7 separate regions of the Mus musculus genome follow, and all the other regions are linked to region 4. A link is a contact called in public ChIA-PET, HiChIP or PLAC-seq and promoter capture Hi-C data. All regions are on one chromosome and are shown on one strand. Each heading gives the region's core, a stretch centred on a gene start, on an enhancer-like site or on the middle of the called end of the contact. The rest is flanking DNA. Distances are from core to core; before and after follow the strand shown. Region 1 holds the start of Abca3 (ATP-binding cassette, sub-family A (ABC1), member 3). Region 2 holds the start of E4f1 (E4F transcription factor 1). Region 3 holds the start of Eci1 (enoyl-Coenzyme A delta isomerase 1). Region 4 holds the start of Srrm2 (serine/arginine repetitive matrix 2). Region 5 holds the start of Tbl3 (transducin (beta)-like 3). Region 6 holds the start of Ndufb10 (NADH:ubiquinone oxidoreductase subunit B10). Region 7 holds the start of Pkd1 (polycystin 1, transient receptor poteintial channel interacting).

Region 1 (3,586 bases), core at 249-2,748, 550 kb before region 4:
CCATAAAGGCCAAACTAAGGCCTTCCCAGTTAAGACCAAGTCAAAATAGTTTCTATGTGACAGCCTGGTCAATGTAACAGGGAAAGTTAGTGGCTTGTTAAGAAGAACTCCAGCTACCTGGTCATGCTCTGAAAGGCTGTTCTGTCAGAATGGTGGAATGCCGCCTGCCCTAGAGGAAGATATTATCTGTTTGCAAGGGCTCAATTCAAACCAATGTGGGTGAGGGGGATTCCCATGACACTCATTTTTTTAAAAATCAACTTTTCCTCTCCCCACCCTGTCTCTTACTTCCCACGAGGCAAGCTTTCTAAAATGGTTTCAGTCTTTTCAAGCTTACAAATGGCAACACCAAACAAAACTCTCTGGATGAAATAAGGCTGCTTAGGAGACAGGGGCAGAATTCAGTTCCTTAAGCCTTGCCTGGGTCTCCACATTGTTACTACAAAGCCCCAGTCACTCATTGGGAGAGCATTTCCTGAGTGCTCCTCACGTTACAAACACCAAGTCCCTATTTATGATACAAGAACCGTTCAGGCCTGGAGGCAAAGGGACAGACAGAAATACCTTTTAAGACAAAGCCCAAATGGGCCACACACAGGGAAAGCTCAAGCGTGCAGTACCAGGGACCTGACCCCCAGGCTGGAGCCCTGACCCCCAGGAACTAGTCGAAGTTCGGGGTCGGTCATTCTGAGCACCAACACCAAACACCGAGACACTTGACCAGAGCACAGTTGCTGTAGTTGCTGTGGTTCCCCCTTCCGAGTTCTGTATTGCACATTGAGGGCTTCGCCAACTTCAACCCCTATCAAAGCATCCCTTGAACCCTACGTTAAAGTTCATGAAAACGAAGATGCTGAAGCTTGAAGAACTGGGAGGAATTCCATCCAGGACCAGCACTGGCCGGTTGAGCCTGGAGCATTCCGCCGGCCTGCTGTGTCGCAGCCCGCAAAGCGCCTGAGGGCGGCGGCTGTCTGTCCACCTGCCAGGCCCGCACAATAGACCCCGTAACGACCCAGCGGTCTGTGCGGGTTCCTGCGAGCCCCGCGACCCCGCTATAGCGGGGACACACCCAGCATGAGGACGCCAAGACAGCTACACCTGCAGCAATACGAAGGGTCAGTCCGCGAGCCCGCAGGTCCCGGCGATAGGCAGGGGCTCGGAGGCCCCAGGTTGGGGCGCTGCCCGCTGGCAGAGTGGAGACCCGGGCAAGGACGGGAAATCTCAGAGCCCCGAGCTAGCGCGCGAGTGACAAGTCCTAGTGACACTCACCGACCCTCAGCGCCAGGGTGGCGGCGGTCTGCGCAGCTCTCTCGCCAGGTTCCCTCCCTTAGACTCCCGGTCCTGCTCCAGCCTTGCTGGGGCGGTTGCGGCCGAAGCTGACAACTGAGGCGGCGGGGCAGAGAGGAGGCGCCTGCGACAGGCGCGGGTGGAAGAACGCACCAGGAAGCTCCGGCTCCTGGAGGGGGTGGGGGGGCGCGTCGGAGCGCGCGTGCGCACTGGGCCGCCCCTGCAGGTGCCCCGGGTTTGCCCCCGGCCGGCTCAGCCTCGCCTAAGCTCTGGATTCAGCGTCTGCGCAGTGCCTGGCACATGTTGCCCAGCTCCGACAGAGGGCGCTCTGCGTAGCGCGTGCACCCCTCCCAGTTCAACATTCCGGATCGTGCGTCTGCGCAGTACTCCACGCAGGTCTCACCTCCAGTGGGCAAGCGCTTGTAGGGTGGGGTGAGCGTGCGTGATGGGTTGCCCCTGCGGGTTTTCTCCGCATCCGCCACTGATCGTGCAGCACGCCCTTGCTCGCGTCCAGCAAACAGTAGGCGTTAGTTTGGGGCTCTGAGCCCCGGGGTCGCTGGCCTGAAGCTCATCTCTGGACAAATGTGTTTCAAAGCAGTTGAGGCTGTAACATCAAGAATCTCACTTTCGCAGCGGGATTCAAGTTCCTCTTTCTCTTCAGGGCTCTCTCCCCATCTCACTCTTGTCACCAAGAGAAAGTGCTACTTTCTGCTCTCAGCAGGAGGAACCCAAGCCCTAGTGAGGTTAGGTCTAGGAACCTTTCAGAGGCGACAGCCCACAGCTAGGAAAGGGAAAGTCACGGTCCAGCCCAGCAGCACCACTAGGAGAATACAGTCAGGGTGGGAGGGGGTTCTCAGGGATCTGGGTCTCCTCAGGCAGAAGGCAGGGCGTCGGGGTCTCTTGGGCGGTAGAGTTTCCTCGGACAGGAGATTGGGGCGTTAGGATTTCTTCAGGCAGTAGACAGGCATGGAGGTGGGAGGGGGTTGTGGTTCCTTCAGACAGTAGGATGCGAACATCTGTGTGCCCTCGGCCCAGGCAGGAGGGAATGGCATTGGAATCACAGGTTGCTGCAGCTTGGGCATCCGCGCGGCTGGCCCGGGAGAAGCGGGGTTGAGCGTGGGCGTGGCCGTGTCGCGGGGCCAACAGTCGTCGAGGGCGATCCAGCGGGTCCTTCAGTGCCCGTGGCCACGGACAGGGTGCCTGCGGTGAGTGAGGCGCAGCCCTCCCCGGATTCCGGGCTGCGGACCAGACCTGCCTAGCCTTAAGGTAACCCTGGGATCGTGACTTCCGAATCAATGCCAGTTACACTGTGGTCATAACCTCTCGCTCTCTAGGGTCCTGTATGGCTAACCAGAAGATGGACTCCCTAAGAAAAGAGCCCTTGCCTGGTACATGGTCAGTTCCCTGGGGTCCTAGAACACCTTGTCCAGAAATGCTCTAGTCAAGTTTGCCGAATAAAGGGAGTCTCAAAGACCTGGCTTCAGGTCTTGAGTCCTTCACTAGTGTATTCAAGTCATTGTATTTTCCAGAATCTTAATTTCTCATTCCTAAAATTGAAATGGTAGTAATAGCGTATTCAAAGGTTGCGGTTCCCCCACAACCACCACTTTTTTTCCAAAGTGAAATGAGAAAAGTGCATGCTTAAGGGATTATCATCATGCCTGGCACTTAAATGGCAGTATGTGCCTGTTGTAACAAGCATGTAGCGGTGTGTGTTGGGGGAGATGGGGGGACAATTAAAGCAAGGTGGGGATTTGGATTATTGGTGTGCTGTAAACATCTCCAAAAGACTTTGTCCCCAAAGACTTTCTCTCCATCATCCTTCCAACCCAAAATGTCTCTCCCATTCTCTATTTCATGATAGGAGGTGTATGAATCTGGCTGACTGGAACTGGACGTTAAACTTAATCGCTTTTCTTTCAAAACAGTACTTGCCATTTTCAACTTAAATTCTTTAGTCCTTTCCAAACCTAAGCCTAGTTCTGCAGAACTAAATCTAGGAACAGAGCTGGGTGACTTAGAATTCCCTTAGGCAAAGGCGAGGTTGAGAGTATTCGTGATGCGTGTTCCTCAGAATCTCACAAAGTAGGTGTCTGGTGTCAAAGTCTCATTTTATTGTGTATTGAGGAGTACAGATGAAACTGGTAAAGGAAGTATTGAAACAGCCATCTAACACCAAATTCAAAGTCCTCAACAATGTATTGTTAGAACTGAATATATTGTTATTTGAAACTAATGTAAACACAATCACACGGAAATGTGTGTACATCATTGACTATGACAGTGAGTTATGTAGGCT
Region 2 (3,883 bases), core at 974-3,473, 650 kb before region 4:
ATGTGCCAACAGACGTCAGAAGAGAGCATCAGATACCCTGAAATTGAAGTTACAGGCAATTGTCAACCACTATATGGGAGCTAGGAACCAAACTCTGGTCTTTTGCAAGAGCATTAAGTGCTCTTGACCCATGAGCCACCCTTTCGGCCCATGACTGAGTTTATAAAAAATCCCTTCCAGGGCCTGCTGGAAAGATGGCTAGGCGGGTAAGAGCACTGACTGCTCTTCTGAAGGTCCTGAGTTCAAATTCTAGCAACCACATGGTGACTCACAACCACCTCTAATGAGATCTGATGCCCTCTTCTGGTGTGTCTGAAGTCAGCTACAGTGTACTTACATATAATAAATAAATAAATAAATAAATAAATAAATAAATAAATAAATAAATAAATCAATCAATCTTTGGGCCAGAGCAAGTGGGGCCAGAGTGAGAAGGAAAATAAAGAAATAAAAATAAATAAAAGGGACTTGGAAACAATACAAAAATATAAAAGCAAATTATACAAGAATGTTCAGAGCAACACTTTATATTAGCCAAAATGATAGATACAAGTTGACTGTAAATGAAATATAAATGCATTGTTTATACGATGCATTTCAATATTATTCAATAACTCACTTTCTGTTTCTCTCTCTTCTCCCCCTTCTCTTATGTCTTAGGCTGGCTTTGAACTCCCTATTTAGCTAAGGATCATCCCCCAAATGTTGGGATTAACCTGAGATACTCTGTTCATTTTTTATTTTATTTTATTCATTTTGTGCTTGATAGGTGAGCTGGCTACCAAAATGAGCTACAGTCAGTACAGGTTTTGATGATGAAAATGTTCTAGAACTAAGTCAGGCATATTCCCAGCACCAAGTTACCGGGGCCACCGAGTTACTGGCCACAGGGAGCTACAAAGCCAGACCCTGTCTCAAATCGACCAATGAACCAATCAGTTAACCAATTTTGGTGATAAGCGCTCAACTCAGTCGGTGTACTAAATGTCACAAATGGTCACTTTTATGTATACTTTTCAATACTTTTCATATACCGAATAAAAGTCTTGGGGCTGGCTCGCTGGCTCAGTGGGTAAGAGCACTGACTGTTCTGAAGGTCCTGAGTTCAAATCCCAGCAACCACATGGTGGCTCACAACCACCTGTAATGAGATCTGACGCCCTCTTTTGTTGTGTCTGAAGACAGCTACAGTGTACTTATAATAAATAATCTTTGGGCCAGAGTGAGTACAGACTGAATGAGCGAGGTTGACTAGAGCAAGCAGAGGTCCTAAATTCAATATCCAACAACCACATGAAGGCTCACAACCATCTGTACAGCTACAGTGTACTCCTATACATAAAATAAATCTTTACAAAAAAAGTCTTTGGAAAGGAGCACTCGAACTATCTCCAAATGGAGTTCTTTCTCATGCCCAGGAAATTCTGACATTGCAACCCAGGTCTGAGTCCAGGATTCTATATTGGGTAGCAACCCTAAAGAGTTCAGATTCTCTGGGCGGCTAAGAACACATTGGCTGTGTATCTAGGTTCATTTCCCAACACCTACATGTAACTTCATCTGTAATTCCAGTTCCAGGTCAGACACCCTCTTCTGGGCCCCACGGGCGCTAGGCATGCACGTGGTGCACAGACATGTATGCAGACAAACCATACTACATTAAAAAAACAAAACAAAAAAGTGAGAGAAGGGGTTGGAGAGATGGCTCAGCGGTTAAGAACACTGACTGCTCTTTTGAAGGTCCTGAGTTCAAATTCCAGCAACCACATGGTGGCTCACAACCACCTGTAAAGAGATCTGACGCCCTCTTCTGATGCGTCTGAAGATAGCTACAGTGTACTTAATGAATAAATCTTTAGGCCTGAGCGAGCAGGGACTGAGCAAGTGGAGTTGACCTGAGCAAGTGGGGCAACCAGAGCAACCGGAGCAAGCAGAGGTCCTAAAAATTCAATTCCCAACAACCATATGAAGGCTCACAACCAGCTGTACATGTACTCATATACATAAAGTAAATAAATCTTTTTTTAAAAAAGTGAGAGAAAGGGAGAGTTCTTACTCCACGGATAGTTCACTTTGGACCAAGTCCTGCCAATTTAACACAAGCCACGCCCACTTCCGCCCTGATGTCTGGCGCTGATGGCTCTCAAAGAGCCAAGCTCCACCTCTACTGACGCGCTAGACCGCAACCCATAGCCCCGCCTTTTTGCCTGTCCGTCAAATTCGTTTTTGTCCCGCCCCCTGCCTGTCGGACACGCAGCCCTCGGTGCGGCCCGTTGTTATGACGACATGGTCGTAAATCCGCCATCTTCCTGTGGCGCGTTGCGACATGGAGGGCGCGATGGCAGTGCGGGTGACGGCCGCTCATACGGCAGAAGCCCGGGCCGAAGCCGGGCGTGAAGCGGGCGAGGGCGGGGTTGCGGCGGCGGCGGCCTTGTCCTCCGGCGGCTTCCTTGGGCTCCCAGCGCCCTTCAGCGAGGAAGGTAACGAGCCTACCGAAGCCTGGTGCGGCCGGGGTGCGGGCGGCTCTGTCCGGGCTGCGGTGTACGGTCTCGCCCGGATCCTGGCTACTCGAGTGTCTGTAAACCTTCACAACTCTCACAGGTTTCCCTTCGGACTGCCTCTAACCCGTTGGGCCAGATGCAGAGGCTCACAGGGAGCCCATTTCTCCAGCCCCTTGGGGTCGATCTGGCCAAACAAACATCGCTCGCTCCTCTTCAGCGCCCATCAGCCCTAGCTTCTGCTTCTCCTCTGCCACTCGGGCCTTAGTTCGGGCGGAGCTGGAGACTGGAGGCGGGGCCGCTCTGTCAGACAGGGATTAGGGACCTGACCTGGGGAGGCGGCACCGCCCCACTGAGGACCTGGGCCTTCCCTACGGGGTGGAGCAACGCTTCCAAGAATGTGCGGAACACCCCCCGCTCAATCCGACTTGTACCATTACTTAAACCAAGCTCGAAAGGCGAACTATCATTACTACTATTCACTTCAGAGATGGAGATAATTGAGGTTCAAGGTCGTCCATCTGGTTCCTGTCAAGGATCAGATTGGAGCCGGGGCTGTAACTCCTCTCTTAAACCCTTTAATTTTTCCTAGGAGTATGGCAAAGAGTTAAAATCGTGTCTGTATGCCGAGGGCTGTGTTGGCACCAAGGATTACGTCTCTAGGTGCTGATATTTTTTAGAGGTGGTTTGGGTATCTCCTGTGCATTAGTTCCACGGAGCTGTAGATTTGATCAGACAGGAAGTGGTTTGACAAGTATTACTGGTATATTGCTGCTCTTTGTCATGAAAGAACTCAGTCCCACTGTAATTTTTTTTTCCCTTATTTCAGCTTGGAGAGAGTCAGTTACCGTCTCAGGGAACTCTTTGGAGTTTCTAGGTTTTTTGTTTGTTTGTTTGTTTGTTTGTTTGTTTGAGACAGTGTTTGTATAGTTCTGGCTGTCCTGGAACTCACTCTGTAGACCAGGTTGGCCTCGAACTCAAAAATCTGCTTGCCTCTGCTTCCCAAGTGCTGGGATTAAAGGCATGAGCCACCACTATCCAGCTGAGTTCCTGGTTTTTGTTTTTGTTTTTTAAAGACAGGGTCTCACTATGTAGATTTGGCTGGCCTTGAACTCACAGAGATGGTCCTGACTCAGTCTCCCCATTGCTGGGATAAAGGCATATGCTTGTAGGTTCTTGGGTCTACTTATGACATTGGTTCTCAGACTTCCTAATACTTCCATCCTTTAATACAGTTCCTTATATTCTGGAACTCCCAACCGGAAAGTTGTTTTGTTGCTACTTCATAACCGCAAGTTTGCTACTGTGCTGATTTGTAATGTAGATATTTGGTAGCAACCCCAAGGGGTCGGGACCCACCTGTTGAGAACCTCTGGTTTATGGTC
Region 3 (3,581 bases), core at 796-3,295, 620 kb before region 4:
GCACTTGGGAGACAGAGGCAGGTGGATTTCTGAGTTCGAGGCCAGCCTGGTCTACAAAGTGAGTTCCAGGACAGCCAGGGCTACACAGAGAAACCCTGTCTCGGAATAAAAAAAAAAAAAAAAAAAAGAAAAGGAAAAAAAAAGAAACACACACACATACACACAGACAGACAGAGAGAATTATTTATTTATTTTATGTATATGAGTACACTGTAGCTGCCTTCTGACACACCAGAAGAGGGCATTGGAACCCATTACAGATGGTTGTGAGCCACCATGTGGTTTCTGGGAATTGAACTCAGGATCTCTGGAAGAGCAGTCAGTGCTCTTAACCTCTGAGCCATCTCTCCAGCCCTTCAGGGGATTTTAACATCCTATTTTTGGCCTCCACAGGCCAAAACATACAGGAAGGCAAAAACAAACAAACACCAAAAATCCTCCAAACCCACGTACATAAATAAAATAAATTAAAAAAAAAAAAGAAAAAAGTAAAGTGTGACAAACACTTGTGATCACAGCTCTTGGGAGGTAGAGGCAGGTGGGTTAAGTCTCAGCCACACAGTTACATGAGTTCCAGGCCAGCCTGGGATAAATAAAATCCTGTCTCAAACAAAAAAAACCAACAAAAACCCCATAAGCTAAAGGGACATATGGACTTTTAAATTTTGCCTTTGAAATATAGGGACCATTGGCTCTACAAAACCAAAAAAAAAAATAAATAAAACCAGTTGCTATTTTACCTTTGCTTTTTCACTAGAGATACATAAGTTACGTACTTATTACTTAAAATTATATATAAAATATATAGGTAAATATATACATGTAAAAATATATGCCACTACCTTATTACTCTAAATTGTGATGACATCTACATGATAGTCTAAACATCTTGTCACCTTTAAGTGTATAATCCACTGACTTTGCCATGGTATAGTTTTTACTGCTACCTATTGTAGTATTTTTATTTATTTCCTTTTGTGGTACTGGGATTGAAGCCTGCAGGTCTGGCACTATTAAGGCACTTCTTTCTCTCTCCAGTGCACTCATATTCTATCACTCTGGGGGGGGGGGAATCCAGACTTTGCAGACTTTGACCTCCATGTCTAGGTTGAATGCTCCCTCCCCCTATAGACTGTGATCCTAAGCTCTAGCCCTAGCTCTGTCCTCCCCTCCCAGGTTTTTCTTCCATAAGTGCATTGTCACTGTCCTGGAAAATTACAATCTCCCCCTCTCCCCGCATCGTCACTTTAAAAAACAAAACAGCACAGGAAAAGCAGGCTCCAGCCGTAGCCCAGGTTGGCCTCAACTTCACCATCCTCCTGCCTCTGCTTGTGAGGGGAGGTGCTTCCTTCTGTTGTGGGCAGGGAGCGACCCAACATTAACTAGGAAAATGTTGCTGTGCCACATTCCAGTATTAGGAAAATATTCAAAAACGCTCCCAATCATTTTTGTGAGATTTTTGAGACACTGTCTCACGTGGCTCAGACTGGCTTCAGCTGAGTTTACAAGCATGAGCCACCGCCGCAAGCTATAATCATTCTTAACTAATAGTTTAAGTAACAGACCATAACTTTAGGAACTTTAACCAAAGCTTTAAAAACTCACCCATTCTGTCATTTAAACCGCCCGGTATGAACTTAGGTTTTAATCAGAATCTGAGTTTATGTGAGCTTATGCTCACTCCCTGCTTTTGGGAATTCCAAGAGCTCATCGTCAGCCCGACCTCACAGACCGTGTGGGCTCGGAGCCCGAGGACATGAACGAGATGTGGCCCTCCCTCCCTCTCACCTGCCGGGCCCTCCGTCTCCACCAGCACCCGCTTGTTAGCGAAGCGCCGCGCGCCGTCCACCGCTTCCCTGCGCCCGAGGCGGGATCCTGCAGACAGCCCGGAGCACGTTAGCAAGCACGCCCAGACTCTCGCCACCGCCGCCCGCGCACCCAGCCCTGTGAGGCCCTGCACCAGCGCTCTCGCCCGGGCCACGCACCCGCGTGCAGCAGAAGGCGACGCGCAGCAGCCAGCGCCATCTTGGATATCAGTGGGGACTACAGAGCCAGCGGCTTCGCTTCCAGCCCGGCCTTGCAGACTCCTCCTCTCCGGCCGGCCCCGCCCCACAAGGCCAAGGTTAGCCAGTCCGCAGCGTCCAGAGGACTGGGTTTCCCCTGTGCCAGTTAGGGCAGGGTGTGTGTCCAAGAGTGCTTTCATTCTGCTGGGGCGAGCTGCCAGAGCTCAGAGGCACTTGCAGAGCTGGGATTAGGACCATAAATCAAGGCTGGCACCGTAGTGAAAAACAGACGGCCTTGCCAGCACAGGGGTGACTGGGAGGCTTTACCTAGGCTATTTGCCCCAAATAGTGCATTTTTATTTGACTCAATACTCAAGGGGCACAAACACAAGAAGTCTTCCTTTTATTCTTTTTTTTTTTTTTTTTTTGGTTTTTTGAGACAGGGTTTCTGTGTAGTCCTGGCTGTCCTGGAACTCACTCTGTAGAGCAGGCTGATCTTGAACTCAGAAATCTGCCTGCCTCTGCCTCCCAAGTGCTGGGATCAAAGGCGTGCGCCACCACGCCGGGCTGAAGTCTTCCTTCTTGGTTAAGACTTTTCTTCTGTGGTGCACCAGTATGAGACAGAAGAGAGAACTGTCCCTCCCAGTTTTCCTGCGGCGGCAGCATCTCAGGCAGAGTCAGCTTCTGAGCCCCAGGCCGTCTCACCACCTGTCCTCCTGGCTTTTAGAAATGCCACTTTGGGGATTAAACTCAAAGTGAGTTCTTAGTTGAGTCATACAAATTATGACTCTTCTGGACTAAGACAGACAGTAAAACCAGCACTCAATTTGCATTCTAATCCTAGGTTTTATTCAACAGTCCTTTCACTCTACACAAGTACAAACACAACCTTATCTAAAATGCTACAAAGTTATAAAACTCAAAACAAATTTTATAGTACTGACTGTACAATAAAAGCAAAAAGGGGCAATGTACACACTGCCAAGGTTAACCTGCAACATCACCATGAATGGCAGGTGACAACGGGGTGGGGTAGGTTTCATGAGGACCCTGTAGAACTGGCTCACAAATTCTAGAAAGTAACAGAGACACGGGGACAGAAAGGTAACCATTTGTGGAGGAATCCTTCAAAGGTTTTAGCCCTCTAAGTTGAAGCGTACTCAGCAGGGCATGGTCGGCCGAACAGAAGAGCAGTGTGGTCCTTTGCACAGGTGTGGCACAGCGGGGGCTAGACCAGGCTGTCTGGTTCTGGGTCATCTGTGGAAATCCGTGTGCTGCCATAGGTTCCAGCTGGCTCTGCTACCAGCCTATCAAGAACTGAAGGGATGAACTTTCTAGCCAGAAAACTACAGGGCACCTCTATGGGAGCAGCCGTGAACCAACAGTAGCTCTACAAGCCAGAACCCTTCTGTAGAGGAGATATCTCAACTGCTGTACCCAGTAAGGGATCCTTCTCTACAGACCCTCACTTGGCTAGAGAAAAGGACAAAACAGAGTCTGGGGAACATAAGTTACAGAGGTACGAATCAATGTCCCTGCTTATCGGGAGGAGTTGGAGCTGGATCGGCTCCTGTGGCG
Region 4 (3,937 bases), core at 686-3,185:
AAAAACCAATCCTTCCTCACTCTAAATCTAGGGCTTATATTGCTTTCTCACCTAACAGTCCTTCTAACCACTCATATTTTCACCATTTCACACAAAAATCCTCCCACACCCTACCTGAAGAATGAAAGCTAAGCAAAAAGTATTAGAGTCACAGTTTTGGAGAATTTTCAGAGACGAGCTAAAGGGGGAGGGGGGACTTACATACCAGCAGCCAAAAACAATGCTTGAAACACTAAAAGGGAAACCACAACTACCAAAACCAGGAAGTATTTAAAACAGGAGCCCAAAGCATGCAAGCCTCTCCAAGAACAAATTGCCGGCAAGGGAGGAAAACTTATCAGAATGCCAAAATACAAAGAGGTAGAAAATTAGCAAACTAAGATATTCAAGAAACAGCGACCGAGAGAACAGCAATGATCAAGGAAAAGGACGCTGAGTAAAAAATACAGAGAACTCAGAGCTGAGACACTACTGACTGCATAGGCACCATGAAACATACAAGCTACAGTATACATCCAGGCCTAGGCCCCACTCCCACGGAAAAAGGCAATAGTTTCCTTTTGAATCCACAATTAAGAGACATCTTAAAAGAACTGTAAGATGGAAACAGCAAGGAAGAACGTCATCACCAAGTAATGGCTGACTGAAGCCAGGCTATTAAGTCAAGAATTTTTTCCCCATCGAAAAGCTCTAAAAGGCTTAGCTTTAATATTTGAGGAGACCTTTTTAAAAACAGGGTAGGAGCCGGGTGTGGAGGCAGAGGCAGACGGATTTCTGAGTTCGAGGCCAGCCTGGTCTACAGAGTGAGTTCCAGGACAGCCAGAGAAACCCTGTCTCCGGGGAAAAAAAAAACAAAAAACAAAAACCAGGGTAGGAGCCAGACATGGTGTCTCATGCCTTTGATCCCACAGAGGCAGGCAGATTTCTTGAGTTCAATGCTAGCCTGATCTACACGGTTAGTGCCAGACCAACCAAGACTATTTAGAGGCCCTAGCTCATAAAACCAAACCGTAAAAAAGAAATAAAATAACAGGGTTGAAAGGAGCACATTGGTCTTCCTTATACACGCAGGCTGAATACTTTCGCGGTTTTATTATCCTCACTTTTTAAGACTTGGGGATCCCCCACCCCCACGCACACACTCACAGCCTCTGATACTAACGAGGACGAACGGTTTAAATCCTGGCCTCCGAAAGTTCAAGGCCTCCTCCCGCCGCCCACTGGGCAGCCCAGCTTATTTTCGGCCTCGAGGAGGGGGGAGGGGGCCACGCGGCGCCCCGCGGTCTGGGCGGCTCTGGCCGTTTCTCAGGCCCCTAGCAGGGCCCGTGGACCCACGCCGGAGCCGATCGAGGAGAGGTACCAGCAGGTCCGAAGCTCGGGCGGGGGACAAGTACCTCCGCTGCCGCCCTCTCCCCGCCCCCTAAAAGACCGAAGAGGACGACCGCGGAACGACGGCCTCCTCAGCCCCAGGTAGAGCAAAGGAGAGAAGCAGAGCCTCGCGCAATGCTGTCTCACCGGGGGCGCGCGGACGAGACCAGGCGGCCGCGCGCGCCGCGGCCGTGTGGGGGAGGGGCGGAGGAGTTGAAGGCCGCGCGTCCCAGGAACCGCGGGAGGGGGAGGGGAGGAAGGGAAGGCGACCGCGCCGGCCGAGGCGACGAGCACGCGTGCGCGCGGCGGCCTGGGCCGTTCTCCCCGCGCTCTAGCCTCCGGCCCAGCCCGCCGCCCCTCCCCCACCCGGCTAGCGCGCTCCCTTTCTCTCACCCGCCGCCGCCGCCTCCGGCCGCCGACTGTCAAACAGGGAGGTCCCGCCGCAGCTGCTGCTTAAGTTTTCGTATCCCTCGGAGCCTGAAGCCGCCGCCTCGTCGGTCCGCCCGCCTCAGCCGCCGCCGCCGCCGCCTCCTCGCTTCCTCAGGGGCCGCAGCGGGCTTCGACTGCGCCACTCGCACCCCGCCTGGGCAGCGTTGCGCGTCAGCACGACCTAGTGCGTCAGCACGCAATCATGAGAGCCGCTGGGCCCTCTGGGAACCGTAGTGCGTCGTGCGCAGGCGTTGAAGCCACAAGGAGGACCTTAGGCGAAGGGACGTGCTACTGAAAAGTCGAAAAACCCCGAGTCCCGTCGGGCACTGCGGGGAAAGGCGTGGCTCCGTACCGAAGCTGCAAGGTCGGCTGAAAAAAAACTTCTGTAGGAGGGGGGAGGGGCGCGGGGGCCGCAACCCACAACACCCGGGAGTAGCTCAGACGCACGCCTTCCGCGCACAGAGTTCTGGGAGCTGTAGTTCGGTTTTAGAGAGAAAACGCGTAAGACTCCTCCGCTAGGCAGGGTCGCCATTTTATGTGACCGTGTTGGGTGGCAGTGGCTCAGCAGCTTTACCTAGTCACTGTGACCATGGTTTTCTTTAATGTGTACGAGGCCCCACAGCACCGAGTCTTCTTCGCAGGAAGAGGTGCTTCAGAGTCAAGCCACCTGACAGCTCTGGAGCCACTTGAACCCGGCTTCTGGCCCAGTATCCGGTGCTTTCCACAGTTTCCACCTCTGTAGTCCTATCTGAAGTGGGGCTTGCAGACCACTAAAAAATACTTTCTCTTACCTTTGGGCAAAGAGACTAAGTGATTACTTTTCGCCTATAGAGACTATGCCATGTAAGTGGAGGAATGTGAGAATGCAGTTCCATTTCCTGGCCCTATAGCACGGTTCCGGGAGTTTGTCCCAGTGCCTCTCACTCGGTAGCAAGGGCCCCACCACTGAGGCACTGAAAGATCCTGGCAGAATGTAAAAGGACACAGAAGCCCTGAAATTGGCAAGATAGACGTCAGTGTTAGCAGAACTAGCTTCACTGATTTAGAAAAATAGAGGTGCACAATGCTCTGGCCACTCCTTGAACCTGTGTGTCTGCCAATGTTCTGACCAGGTGTGTGCTCATTGCTGCACCTTCATTAGACTCTCCTTGTACCCCTCCATACCCATTTCTTGAGAATAGACATTGTTTAGATCTGGAAATCCCCTAATCTCCCCCTTCTCCTTTCCCCCCTGAGGGCCTATAAAAACTGGAAACTCTTTCCCCTCGAGGACGACTCCTCTACCCCTGCGTGGGATATGAGTTGTCCCCAGAGCTCTGGCTTTCCCCAAATAAAGCCTCATGTGGTTTGCAACAAGCTCGGTCTGTCATGAGTTCTTGGGTGTCCGATATTGTCCTGAGGCCTGAGCGAGGGGCTCCTCTCGGAGTCTTTCAGCACTCCCTGCTCATCATATTTCTTCGTCTTCCTTTTCATCTTCGTCTTCCCCTCCTCCTTCTTTTAACTTAGTGTGTTAACAAATATACGCATGTTTGTCTGTTGAAGGTGCACATGCGTGCAGTGCCTATAGAGGTCAGAGGTCAGATCCCCCAAAGATACGGTTAAGGGGCTTGGGAGGCAGCTTAGGTGGGTGCTGGAGCCAAACTTAGCTCCTCTGAATGAACAATTCTAAGGTCTCACTGAGCCGTCCCTCCAGCCTACTCCCATTAATTTTTAAAAGTCCTTTTTCCAGGGCTGATTAAAAGGTAGTCTTCCCCGGGGGGGGGGGGGGGGGGATAGGGAACTTTCGGGACAGCATTTGAAATGTATATAAAGAAAATATCTAATAATAAATAAATAAAAAGACACGAGGAAAAAAAAGTAGTCCCCCAGGAAGCAGAGCTGTAGGAAGCTGACCTTGTAGCCTTCAAGATAATGCCAGGTGGCCTTAACAGATGAGTATGAGAAATTAGATCTCGTATTGTTGTTTCTTTTCAATTTACCAACAAAAGGATATACTCAGGTATTAGAATTCCAAGATTGTGAAAGCCACCATCTGTGTAGGAATCTCAGTCCCATTTCTACCTTCAAGTCTCCAACACTTCTATAGTTCCATAAGCTGGGCACATCTTTGGAGCTAAGGTATTTTAGGTTGAAAGTAAAG
Region 5 (3,368 bases), core at 5-2,504, 900 kb before region 4:
GTGTTCTGCCTGCATGTACGACTGCAGGACAGAAGAGGGCACTAGATCTCATTATGTATGTTTGTGAGTTACCATGTGTTTCCTGGAAATTGAACTCAGGATCTCTGGAGAAGCAGTCAGCACTCTTCACCACTGAGCCCTCTCCAGCCTGCAAGTTAATTTTAAAATTTATTTATAAAGTGCTCTATCTACATATACATCTGCATGCCAGAAAGGGACATTAGATCACATTATAAACAGCTGTCAGTCACCATGTGGTTGCTGGGAATTGAACTCAGGACCTCGGGAAGAGCAGCCAATGCTCTTAACCACTGAGCTATCTCTCCAGCCCTGCAAATTATTATTATTTTTTATTTATTATTTATTATTTTTATTTTTTTGGTTTTTCGAGACAGGGTTTCTCTGTATAGCCCTGGCTGTCCTGGAACTCACTTTGTAGACCAGGCTGGCCTCGAATTCAGAAATCCGCCTCCCTCTGCCTCCCGAGTGCTGGGATTAAAGGCGTGTGCCACCACGCCCGGCTACAAATTAATTTTTAATGAAAAGAAAACAAGCCGGAAGGACACGCCTTTAAATCCAGCAGTCGCGAAGTAGAAGTAAGCAGATCTTCAATAGAACGAGTTCTAGGACAACCAGTGCTTCAGAGAATCTGTATCTCGAAAAACACAAAAGGGAGTGGGGGGAGAGGGAGGGAAGGAGGAAAGGAGAGCGAGACAGACAGACAGTTACACACACACAAACACACATCGGGTTGGGGGCGGGGCACAGAGGCGAAAGTCCTGGACAAGATCTACAGAAGCATGTGATAGGGGAAGCTTTTTTTGTTTTGTTTTGTTTTGTTTTGTTTTTGTTTTTCGAGACAGGGTTTCTCTGTATAGCCCTGGCTGTCCTGGAGCTCACTTTGTAGACCAGGCTGGCCTCGATCTCCCCAGTGCTGAGATTAAAGGCGTGCGCCACCACGCCCGGCGATAGGGGAAGCTTTAAGCACCGCCGAGACACCAATCCGTTGTTGTAAAAGACATCTTGTCTAACAAAACCAAAAGAAAAAAAAAAAAAGGACAGGACAGTTAAGGAAAGGAAAGGAAAAAGGAAAGGAAAGGAAAACAGACCCAAATGAAAACAGTAAATAAGACGTTCTACTGCCAGCTGCCAGCATCCACACTGGATATGCCTTCGGCTCCCACTCCCAGTGGCAGCAGCCGGTCTCCCGGCGCGCATGTTGATGGCGTCAAGGAGTTGCGGCTCCTGACGTCATCACCGCGTGCCTTGAAGTACAGAGTAGCACACTGGCCGGTTCACGCGGGGAGAAAGGCTGCTGAACTTGGAGGCGCTGCCCTGGGACATGGCCGAGACTGCGGCGGGATTGTGCCGCTTCAAAGCCAAGTAAGTCCTCGGAGGAGGCGCGGACCCGAAGGGAAATGGGGAGGAACCGGAAAAGGGAGCCAGGAGTTTAGGAGGGGTGTTCATTGTGATAGCGGGGGCTCTGAGTCCTGAGCTCAGTCAGTTCCCCTGTGAACAGCTGCTGTTTAGTGCTAAGATAGGAAGAGGCTCTGCCTTTATTCATAGTGTGCAGTTTTCAGATAACTAATTTCCATCTGTCACTGAGTGGAATGGATTATGGCAAGGGAGCTCTTGCAAAGAAAAGCCTCGGTGCTGACAGCATCTCTGTTGATGGGTTAACTGGTTGCAGAGTCTCCGACGCTGCTTTTATTTTGATGGGCAGACTTCCACGGACTGGACTTAGGAGGTTGGAGGGCAGAGCATTTGAATTTGGAAAGCCCAGCCCAGCCCAAATAGAGGGCAGAAGCAAATGACCTGTTATAGTGCCTGGGCCAGGAGCAGTGACGCTGTGGTGTTGACTATTAAGAAAGATAGGCAAAGCTGGGCATGGTGGCTCACGCCTTAAATCCCAGCACTCGGGAGGCAGAGGCAGGCGGATTTCTGAGTTCGAGGCCAGCATGGTCTACAAAGTGAGTTCCAGGACAGCCAGGGCTACACAGAGAAACCCTGTCTCAAAAAGCAAACAAACAAAAAAGAAAAGAAAAGAAAGAAAGGAAGGCAGGCAAAAGTCCTTCTGGGCCAGGCAGGGTAATGTCACAAAAGCATGTGAGGTGTGAAAGAAGGGGAAGTTTAGGCACTGCAGAGACACCCCTCAGTTGTTTTAGAAGTCATTAGACAACAGAGATGAAAGCGCTGGTAAGAAACTCACTGAGGAGACTGCAATGGCCACCGCCATTACCTCCCAGAAAATTTCATCGGCTTGGACCAAAGCAGTAGAGGGAGTGGAAAAGAGGGCAGCTTTAGTCAGATCCCAGAAGTCACTGTTAGTCGGGAGAAACCAAATGACACTGAGGCTGGAGGAGTGGGGTGGCATGCTGGGCCTACTGGTCAAGACTTTGAGAGTATGTTACTATTCCTGGCCTCCCACAACTAGTAGAGAGCCCCCAAAAGACCTCAGTGCTGAAGCCTGGGCTGTTGGGCTTCCTTCACCTTGAGTCAGGCCCATCTCTTCAACCTGTCTGATGACCCCATGAGAGCCACTGGGGCATGCATCTCAGCCTCTCCATAATGTGAAACATCCTCCCACGGAGATGCTTGGTTTTCACCCCCGGGTTCCTGCTGCTGCCTGGGCGCTCAGCAAGGGCAAGCATTTGTCTCATCTCTGGGAGAGCACCCAGTGGTCTGGGGGCACTGGGGCAAGGACATTAGGCCATCACTCAGCATCCTGTTCTCTTCCCAGCTATGCTGTTGAGCGAAAGATTGAACCTTTCTACAAGGGTGGGAAAGCACAGGTAACTATCCCCAGGGGCATAGCGGGGGTGGGGGGTTTAGTGAGTACTGAGTAGTTCCTTGGCTGAGACCCCTTTTGTCCCTAGCTGGACCAGACTGGCCATTACCTCTTCTGTGTCTGTGGTACCAAAGTTAACATCCTGGATGTGGCCTCAGGGGCTTTGCTTCGGAGCCTGGAGCAGGTAAGGACAGACTTGGGCAGATGTGAGAGGCCCTGGGGGAGGGCAGCATATTCTTATGGTGTTCTCTATGCCCACTCTTCCTTTAGGAGGACCAAGAGGACATTACCTCCTTTGACCTCAGTCCTGATGATGAAGTATGATGGGTAGGGGCGGTGGGTAAGCTCTGGGACCTCCCTTCCACACTGAATGTATTATCCCTCATCTTTACTATCCCACACCCTTCCCCAGGTACTCGTAACAGCCAGCCGCGCACTGCTGCTGGCTCAGTGGGCCTGGCGGGAAGGCACTGTCACTCGCCTGTGGAAGGCGATACACACAGCTCCTGTGGCCTCCATGGCTTTTGATGCCACCTCTACACTGTTAGCCACAGGTAGGACCCCAGCTAGGTGGGTGTGC
Region 6 (3,811 bases), core at 1,020-3,519, 920 kb before region 4:
GCAAGTTGGGGTTTTTTTTTTTGTTGTTGTTGTTGTTTTGGTTTTTTTGTTTTTTATCAAAAAAGAAACCTTGACAGAAGCCAGGGTCATTTGGGAAGAGGGAACCTCAATTGAGAAAATGTCCCCAATCAGATTGGCCTATAGATCGCTTCTTGGCTTTTTGGCTAAGATCAAGTGCAGATTGGCCTATAGATAAGCCTGTAACACATTTTCTTGATTAATGACTGATGTGGGAGGGCCCAGCCCACTGTGGGTGGGGCCGGGTTCTGTAAGAAAGCAAGCTGAATCAGCCCTGAAGAACAAGCCAGTGAGCAGCACCCCTCCATGGCCTCTACTTCACTATCTTTTCTTTGTCTTCTTGTTTTTTGTTTTGTTTTTGTTTGTTTCATTGGTTGTTTTTTTTGTTTGTTTTGTTTTTGAGACAGGGTTTCTTTGTGTAGCCTTGGCTGTATTGGAAGTGTAGACCAGACTCACAGATATCTGCCTGGCTCTGCCTCCCAAGTGCTGGAATTAAAAGTGGGTACCAGAGCTGAAGAGATGGCTCAGCGGTTAAGAGCACTGGCTGCTCTTCCAGAGGTCCCGAGTTCAATTCTCGGCAACCACATAGTGGCTCACAACCATCTAATGGGATCTGATGCCCTCTTCTGGTGTATCTGAAGACAGCTACAGTGTACTCATATATAATAAATAAATAAATCTTTAAAAGCTGGTACCACTACCATCAGACTTTTTCCTTTTTTTTTTAATTAAAGATTTTATTTTATTTATGTGTATGTGTGTTTTGCCTCTGTGTATGTCTGTGTACCACTTGTGTGCCTAGGGTTCTTGAAGGCCAGAAGAGGGCATCAGATCCCATGGAACTGGAGTTGCAGACAGTTATGAACCACTATATGAGCAGTAGGCATCAAACCCAGGACCTCTTGAAGACCACTTAACTGCTAAACCATTTTTCCAACCCTTTCTTTTTCTTTTGAGAAAAGGTCTCAGCAGGAAGTGGTGGCTCATGCCTTTAATTCCAGCTCTCAGGAGGCAGAGGCAGGGAGATTTCTGAGTTCCAGGCCAGTCTGGTCAACAGAGTGAGTTCCAGGACAGCCAGGGGTATATAGAGAAACCCTGTGAAAGAAAGAAAGAAAGAAAGAAAGAAAGAAAGAAAGAAAGAAAGAAAGAAAGAAAGAAAGAAAGAAAGAAAGAAAGAAAGAAAGAAAGAAGGAAAGAAAGAAAGAAAGAAAGAAAGAAAGAAAAAAGAAAAAAGGTCTCATATTATAACCCATCTGGCCTTGAACTCATGGCAATCCTGTCCTTGGCCACCAAAATACTAGGCTTATAGGCCTGAAACTACATATCTGGCTCCCCAAACTGATCTTGAACTCCTGGATTCCAATGATTGTCCCAGCTCAGCCCCTTATGTAGGTCCAAATACAGATTTGTGCCACTATGCCCATGTGTCTTTTTAGGTTTTTGTTTTTGGCTTGTTGAGACAGCGTTTCTCGAACTCAGAGACCCACCTGCTTCTGCTCCCAAGTGCTGGGATCAAAGGCTTGCACATTATTTATTACACAATCAAAATTCTGTAGTTGTAAAATTACTGACTCCATTAGGTTTAAAATGTTCCTTGGGGATAGTGGTTTTACACTACATGCTAAGATTCTATGCTACCAAAATGATAAGATTTGTGGGTCTGACTTAGGTGTCACAACTGATGTCTATATTAGACTAGATTATGATAAATCTCTACAGCTAATAGCTGTTTCTTAGCCCCTAACTCTGGCAGGAGGTGACCAGCACCTAGATGACACATAAGTGAGGATTTCCAGGTTGCAAAACCAGGTTTTAAACACATAAACTCAAGAGTTTTGGCAGTGCAGTCCTGGACAGTGAACAATTCAGGACACAAGTGCTCAGGACCAGAACCACCAGAAGCAGGGCGAAGCACTGTGCCTAGGGTGGCGGACCCTTTTCCTCCAAGGATTGCATCTTCAGAGAAGTCCCGAGGTTCACTGGGACCCACCAGCCCCAGGGAACCTAGGCAGAGTCTAGAGCAGTTGTTGACTGGTGTGTGTACTCTTCCAAGCCATGTTCACCATATTCCCTGCTATCTTAGCTGGTAGGTCAGGGCAAAGCATTTCCAGCCATTTGGTGATCTTTGTCCAACTAAAAACAGGATGCCTCAGAGCGCTGGGGACCACAAGGGGGTGCTCGAGAGGCGAACCACTATCCCATGGTGCCTCGCGGCTGCCCACTACGCAGGCGCAGCTGTCACCTTTCTGCGCAGGCGTAGAGGTCCCGCGTCCTTAGCGGGCCCAGCGGATCCGGACGTGGAGCGAGTAGAAGGTCGGTGGGGAGAGTTTGCTTAAGCCATGCCAGATTCTTGGGACAAGGATGTGTACCCGGAGCCCCCGAGCCGCACGCCTGCTCCCTCGCCGCAGACCTCGCTCCCTAACCCCATCACCTACTTGACGAAGGCCTACGACCTCGTCGTGGACTGGCCCGTGACCCTCGTGAGAGGTACAGGGTCTAGAATTTCGCCCGCTTAGTGGAGATCCCCCCTACCCCGCGGATCCCACATCCAGTTTCCGCCCCCTGAAACCACCACCCGCTGCATGCCGCTGTCCCGCACCCTGAATCGTCTCAATCTCCCCCAGTGCATCTAAGATACCCTCTACCTTTTATCTGAGACGCCCCGGTGCTGTCACTCCAGATCACTTCCCACGCCCTCCCGTCTACCCTGCTGCACCGCAGGATAGTCCACTTCTTTCCGGGACTACCCTGTCTATAATCCTTTCTGTCTTCAGCAGAACCCCAACTAACCTTTCGTCGACCCCGGTCGTTCTTTTAAGCGGTGGAGGTTGGAATCCGGGAGGTTGTGGTGCATGCCTTTAATCCCAGCACTGGGGAGGCAGAGGCTGGTGAATCTCTGGGTTTGAGGCCAGCCTGGTACAAAAGTACCAAAAACAGGAATCTAACCCACCTGCAAGGAGCTTTCCTTGTTGTACACAAGTAGCCAGTCAATAAGCCCTTGTTGAAATGGACCGTTTGTATCCGTCTGCATGACCAGGGTGGTAATTTTGTTCTCTTTGGACCACAGTTTAACCTGGCAAAGCCGTGTTTTAAATGTCTATCCCTGGTCCCAGAGAACGATCCACTCAACCTGTTTGCCAGAACGGTGGGCAGCAGCTGGATCAGGCTGGGCTTAAGCAAAGCAGCTCATTTATCCAGCATTAGGGGTGCACAGCATGCTTAAGATTTTTTTTTTCCTTAGTGTTGAGGGTCCGGTTGTGGTGGCTTCTTTGTGAGACAGCATCTCCAATGTTATACAGGACAACAAACATAGCAAATATCTTTATCAGCTGCTCAGTAGCTTGGGTTAGACACTTGTCACTGTCCCTGGCTTACAGGTGGTCCTTGGGTTAGAAAGATGGTTTTCAAGCCAGTCCCAAGTGCATTATTGCAGTAAGGTCAACTACATTTTTGGGTAGCATCTTAGAAATGTCTGTGTCTGGAACTCTGCTGTGTAATTTGCCATTGGGTCTTGCTTGAGTTCCTAATAGAGCCTCCTTGCCTATTCAACTCCACCCCACCCCATGGGTAGTTGGGCTCAATTGTGGGGTCTGTAAAAGCTTGGGACTTTATTTTGTATTTTTGGGTTTGGTTTTATTTTTATTTTACTATTTTTTTTTTTTTTTTTTGGTTTTCTCGAGACAGGGTTTCTCTGTGTATCCCTGGCTGTCTTGGAACTCTTTGAAGACCAGGCTGCCCTCGAACTCAGAAATCTGCCTGCCTCTGCCTCTGCTGGGATTAAAGGCGTGCGCTA
Region 7 (3,704 bases), core at 542-3,041, 750 kb before region 4:
AAACCAGTGAAAGGGACCATTTCTACTTTAACAAGTTCCTGAGGGAATTGCAGCAAGAACTACTGTGGCTGAAGTGCCCAGGAAGTCTAAGAGGTTGGAATCAGCCGGGCAGTGGTGGTGCACACCTTTAATCCCAGCACTCGGGAGGCAAAGGCAGGCGGATTTCTGAGTTCCAGGACAGCCTGGATTACAGAGTGAGCTCCAGGACAGCCAGGGCTATACAGAGAAACCCTGTCTTGGGGGAAAAAAACAAAAACAAAACAAAACAAAACAAAAAAAAAACCGGTTGGAATCAGTTAATCCTGAGACAAATTACTGCAGTCTGCAATCTCCTCTTAACATTTTTGATCCAACCCTGGTTGCCAACACTGCAAAGGTCCAAACCTAAGCTATGATGTCTAGGCTGTGATACCTTGAAAATACATCGCATCTCCAAGCTTCTTTCCTCACCTGTAAAACAGAGGTCTGGCTCTACGCCAGAGAACTGGACTAAGAATTAAGTGTGATAATCTATAAAAAGAGACTAGTTAAGCCTGGTTCAAGATGTTGATCTCTCAGTGAGATTTGCCTGTTACTTTCAGAAGGCAAAACTGCCGAAATGGCAAATGTTTTAACCCCTCCTGGCAATTTCCCCTCCCTAAGTACCACTAGAGGCCCACATCCATCACACCCTCTACTCCCTAACACTTCTCCAGCAGTCACTATGTGTGGCCAACCTCAGGCCAGGCCGCTGGACCAACCTTTTGTCCCTTAAACATAGTCAATTCTTACACATCCATAAAATTCTTGTCGAGACTCTTCCCCTAGAGGCCAGCTCTGAGCCCCAACAGAAATCTCCAACCCCAGGATACACCTCAATTAGTCTCTAATTAACGTTTATTCCGCAACCTCCTACCACGCCCCACGCACTGTTGTAGCTCCTGTTTGAGGAGCCCCGCAACGTAAAACGTCAGTCTTCGTAGGAACTGGGATTTTTGGCTACTCTTCTGGGTCACGCCGGCTGAGGTCCAAGGTTTTCCTTATTTAGTCGGGCCGACATCCCTGCTGGAGCCTCGCCCTAGGAGCGGCCAGGCCCCGCTGCGTCTTGCGGCCCGAGCTCAGGACCGCGCCCACGCTCTGCGGCCGACAGCCCGGCAAAGCTCCAGAAGGGCTCTATCTACCTCAGCCCTGCTCCCGCCGGACCCAGTCATGATGCTCTAGCCAGGCCGCCCGCCGCCATGGCAACCGCCTGCCCGCCTGCACTGCCTCGGCGCAGCTACTCACAGCGCGGTGGCGTCAGCCGGGATGCGCAGACTCGGCCCTAGCGTCTGCAGCCAGCGGCCGGAGCAATTGACGCGGCAGGCGGCGTCGGGCGCAGGGCCGCAAAAGCAGGGGAGCGGGCAAGGCCCGCAGCCGCGCCCAGGGTCTCCGGCCAGCGCTCCGAGCCACAGGCCCAGGCCTAGGGCCAGCGCCAGGAGAGCAGGCGCGCCGAGCGGCATCGTCAGCGCAGCCCGCGCATGGCCCCGGTTCCCCGAGGCCCCTTGCGCCGGCAGCCGCAGTTCAGGAGGGGCCCGCGGACCTCATGGTGCGGCACGGGGCTGAATGCCGCGGCGGCCGTGGCCCGTCTGCGGTGCGACAGCTGCTCAGCGCTCTGGGGCAGGCCGCACCTCAGGGCCTTGGCCGCCTGCTCGCGCATTCGCGCTGCACTGCAGACCCAGCGCCAGCTCCTCCTCCTCCCCCACCTCCGGCGTGGGGCGGGGCGCCCTCAGACTCCGCCCCTGCGCTTCCAAGTTGGCTGTAGGTGGGACTGGATGAAGAGAAGGCCTTCACAGGCTCCGCCCTCTTCATTGCAGATCCTGCAGTAGGCGGGGCCTGAAGGAAGGGCGCCCTCAGAGGCTCCGCCCAGTGAGCGTGAGCCTTGGTGGGCGGGGTCTCACGGGAGGGGAGTCCTCCGGAGGCCCCGCCTTCTGCACCGCTGGGTCTGCTGCAGACCAGGCTTGAAGGTGGAGGAAGCTCCGCCCCCTCTGCTGCGGCGTTTCGAGCCCCGAGTCAGGCTGCGGTTTGAGCAGCTGCCCGCTTAGGCTGTCCCCTACCCACAACGGCTGGAGAGCTTATGGCTATTCACCCTGCTTTCCCGAGTTCCCCCTTGAAGTCCTCTGGCTGTTGAGGCCTTCTTGGAGTCAGTAGGTTTCTTCGCTCCTAGCCTTCTGCAATCAACAGTCACAATATTAAAAACACTAGTAGGTGCAGAAGAGAGGGCTCAGCACTGGGTGGTGGTGGCAAAGACTTTAATCCCAATACTCGGGTGGCAGAGGCAGGTGGATCTCTGAGTTCAGAGCCCAGCTTGGTCTACAGAGTGAGTTCCAGGACAGCTAGGGATATACCGAGAAACCCTGTGGAGGTGGGGGGTCGGTTAGCGGATAAAGGAAGCCTAATCAGCTGAGTCCTCTCCCGAAATCCACGTACACAAATCCAACTTATACAAAGTTGTCCTCTGGCCGCAACACCCTGGCCATAGCATGCGCTCTACACTGATAATAAATTAAAAAAACAAAACAAAACAAAAAACCCTGCGACCTACAGTTTCTGGGTGCCAGCTGTGCGAGCTTCCACTTCGCAAGTCTTCTCTGACCCTGGAGAGTACCGCCGACCTGAGTCAATAAATACTTGCTGCGTCATATCATGGACCTCTGCCAGAGCATGCTGCAGAGGCTCAGAAGTGATGCATGAGATTGAGCTCACCTGGAGTGGGTGCAGTTTAGCGCCGTGCCCTCCACCACTCCGCGCAGACCACCCTGCGGAGGTGCTGGGGAGACGCTGTACCACCCGCCCACCCGCCAAGCAGCTCCATCTCAGGCTTCAGTCTCCAGGTACTGTAGATCCTTGTGCGCAGGAGCTAAAGACAAAATTAAATTGAGAGAAAAGACTCCAACCATAGCACCGGGGAGTAATCCTTGAAAAAAATGTTTAGACGTCCAAATACCAAGAACTACACAGGAAATATTCAAAAAGGGAAAGAAAAATTAAATTAAAAAGGGAGAGAAAAGTCCACAAAGACAGGAAGTTGATGAGTGCCTTGAGACTGGAGGAAAGGGGTGGGACGTTCTTTGGGGCCAATAAGCATGTTTGTTCCGTAATTAGACGAGTGAATGAACAGCCTTATTAAATATATTGAAACGCACAGAAGCCGGGTGAGGTGGCACACGCCTTTAATCCCAGTACTCAGGAGGCAGGGGCAGGCAGATTTCTGAGTCCAAGGCCAGCCTGGTCTACAGAGTGAGTTCCAGGAAAGCCAGGGCTACACAGAGAAACCCTGTCTCGAAAAACAAACAAACAAACAAAACCAACTCACAGAGCATGCATGGTAGCATGCGCTTCTCAGGCCAGTACTCTAGAGTGAGAGGTTCCTAAAAGCTCCTGACCAGACTACTTAATTAATTTCTCACAGGACTTCCAAGGACACCCTTTTAACCTCTCTCAGCTCCTTCATGGATGAGAATAACAAATACCCATACAAAAAACATAACTTTTTTTTTAATTTTCTGAGGCAGGGTTTGACTGTATAGTGGTCCTGGATGTCCTACAACTCATTCTGTAGACCAGGCTGGCCTTAAACTCACAGAGATCATCTACCTACCTCTGCCTCCTGAGAGCTGGGATTAATGAGTAGTGACACCAGGCTTGGCTTAAATATTCTTAAAAACAATACTAGATATCACGCTTGG

The links. Promoter capture Hi-C pulls out the DNA fragments that hold promoters and counts their contacts. ChIA-PET counts read pairs in DNA pulled down with a chosen protein or histone mark. HiChIP or PLAC-seq counts read pairs in DNA pulled down with a chosen protein or histone mark.
Region 1: an RNA polymerase II ChIA-PET map of memory CD8 T cells shows a contact between it and region 4, with 5 read pairs. The contact joins the promoter of Abca3 here to the promoter of Srrm2 in region 4. A contact is called at or near these places in 4 of 39 promoter capture datasets (cranial neural crest, hippocampal neurons, liver and 1 more) and 2 of 115 datasets of contacts at active chromatin or transcription factors (memory CD8 T cells and pancreatic cancer cells).
Region 2: a contact with region 4 is called in an RNA polymerase II ChIA-PET map of memory CD8 T cells, with 6 read pairs. The contact joins the promoter of E4f1 here to the promoter of Srrm2 in region 4. A contact is called at or near these places in 2 of 39 promoter capture datasets (cranial neural crest and frontonasal cranial neural crest) and 2 of 115 datasets of contacts at active chromatin or transcription factors (astrocytes and memory CD8 T cells).
Region 3: a promoter capture Hi-C map of cranial neural crest shows a contact between it and region 4. The contact joins the promoter of Eci1 here to the promoter of Srrm2 in region 4. A contact is called at or near these places in 1 of 39 promoter capture datasets (cranial neural crest), 1 of 484 Hi-C or Micro-C datasets (embryonic stem cells), 1 of 115 datasets of contacts at active chromatin or transcription factors (memory CD8 T cells) and 1 of 9 other capture datasets (adipose tissue).
Region 5: an RNA polymerase II ChIA-PET map of memory CD8 T cells shows a contact between it and region 4, with 17 read pairs. The contact joins the promoter of Tbl3 here to the promoter of Srrm2 in region 4. A contact is called at or near these places in 3 of 115 datasets of contacts at active chromatin or transcription factors (bone marrow-derived macrophages, memory CD8 T cells and pancreatic cancer cells).
Region 6: a FOXA1 HiChIP or PLAC-seq map of pancreatic cancer cells shows a contact between it and region 4. The contact joins the promoter of Ndufb10 here to the promoter of Srrm2 in region 4. A contact is called at or near these places in 2 of 115 datasets of contacts at active chromatin or transcription factors (bone marrow-derived macrophages and pancreatic cancer cells).
Region 7: a contact with region 4 is called in an RNA polymerase II ChIA-PET map of memory CD8 T cells, with 34 read pairs. The contact joins the promoter of Pkd1 here to the promoter of Srrm2 in region 4. A contact is called at or near these places in 1 of 39 promoter capture datasets (cranial neural crest) and 1 of 115 datasets of contacts at active chromatin or transcription factors (memory CD8 T cells).

What each region holds. Positions count from the first base shown.
Region 1 is chr17:24,349,935-24,353,520 of GRCm38.p6, reverse strand. It overlaps Abca3 (ATP-binding cassette, sub-family A (ABC1), member 3), which reads right to left and starts at 1,498. Exons shown (of 33, transcript NM_013855.3): 1 at 1,270-1,498. It overlaps Abca17 (ATP-binding cassette, sub-family A (ABC1), member 17), which reads left to right and starts at 2,462. Exons shown (of 31, transcript NM_001031621.3): 1 at 2,462-2,553.
Region 2 is chr17:24,453,732-24,457,614 of GRCm38.p6, reverse strand. E4f1 (E4F transcription factor 1) reads left to right here and starts at 2,223. Exons shown (of 14, transcript NM_001301784.1): 1 at 2,223-2,480. The coding sequence starts at 2,327.
Region 3 is chr17:24,425,147-24,428,727 of GRCm38.p6, reverse strand. It overlaps Eci1 (enoyl-Coenzyme A delta isomerase 1), which reads right to left and starts at 2,045. Exons shown (of 7, transcript NM_010023.4): 1 at 1,986-2,045; 2 at 1,789-1,875. The coding sequence starts at 2,025. It overlaps Rnps1 (RNA binding protein with serine rich domain 1), which reads right to left. Exons shown (of 9, transcript NM_009070.2): 9 at 2,830-3,581. The coding sequence ends at 3,543.
Region 4 is chr17:23,801,223-23,805,159 of GRCm38.p6, reverse strand. It overlaps Srrm2 (serine/arginine repetitive matrix 2), which reads right to left and starts at 1,935. Exons shown (of 15, transcript NM_001368687.1): 1 at 1,762-1,935. Gm52285 (a long non-coding RNA gene) reads left to right here and starts at 1,388. Exons shown (of 2, transcript XR_003952234.1): 1 at 1,388-1,470.
Region 5 is chr17:24,705,539-24,708,906 of GRCm38.p6, reverse strand. Tbl3 (transducin (beta)-like 3) reads left to right here and starts at 1,254. Exons shown (of 22, transcript NM_145396.4): 1 at 1,254-1,383; 2 at 2,741-2,792; 3 at 2,877-2,972; 4 at 3,059-3,106; 5 at 3,201-3,342. The coding sequence starts at 1,343.
Region 6 is chr17:24,722,881-24,726,691 of GRCm38.p6, reverse strand. Ndufb10 (NADH:ubiquinone oxidoreductase subunit B10) reads left to right here and starts at 2,269. Exons shown (of 4, transcript NM_026684.3): 1 at 2,269-2,505. The coding sequence starts at 2,358.
Region 7 is chr17:24,548,037-24,551,740 of GRCm38.p6, reverse strand. Pkd1 (polycystin 1, transient receptor poteintial channel interacting) reads right to left here and starts at 1,791. Exons shown (of 46, transcript NM_013630.2): 1 at 1,264-1,791. The coding sequence starts at 1,478. LOC115488769 (a long non-coding RNA gene) reads right to left here and starts at 1,257. Exons shown (of 2, transcript XR_003952238.1): 1 at 1-1,257.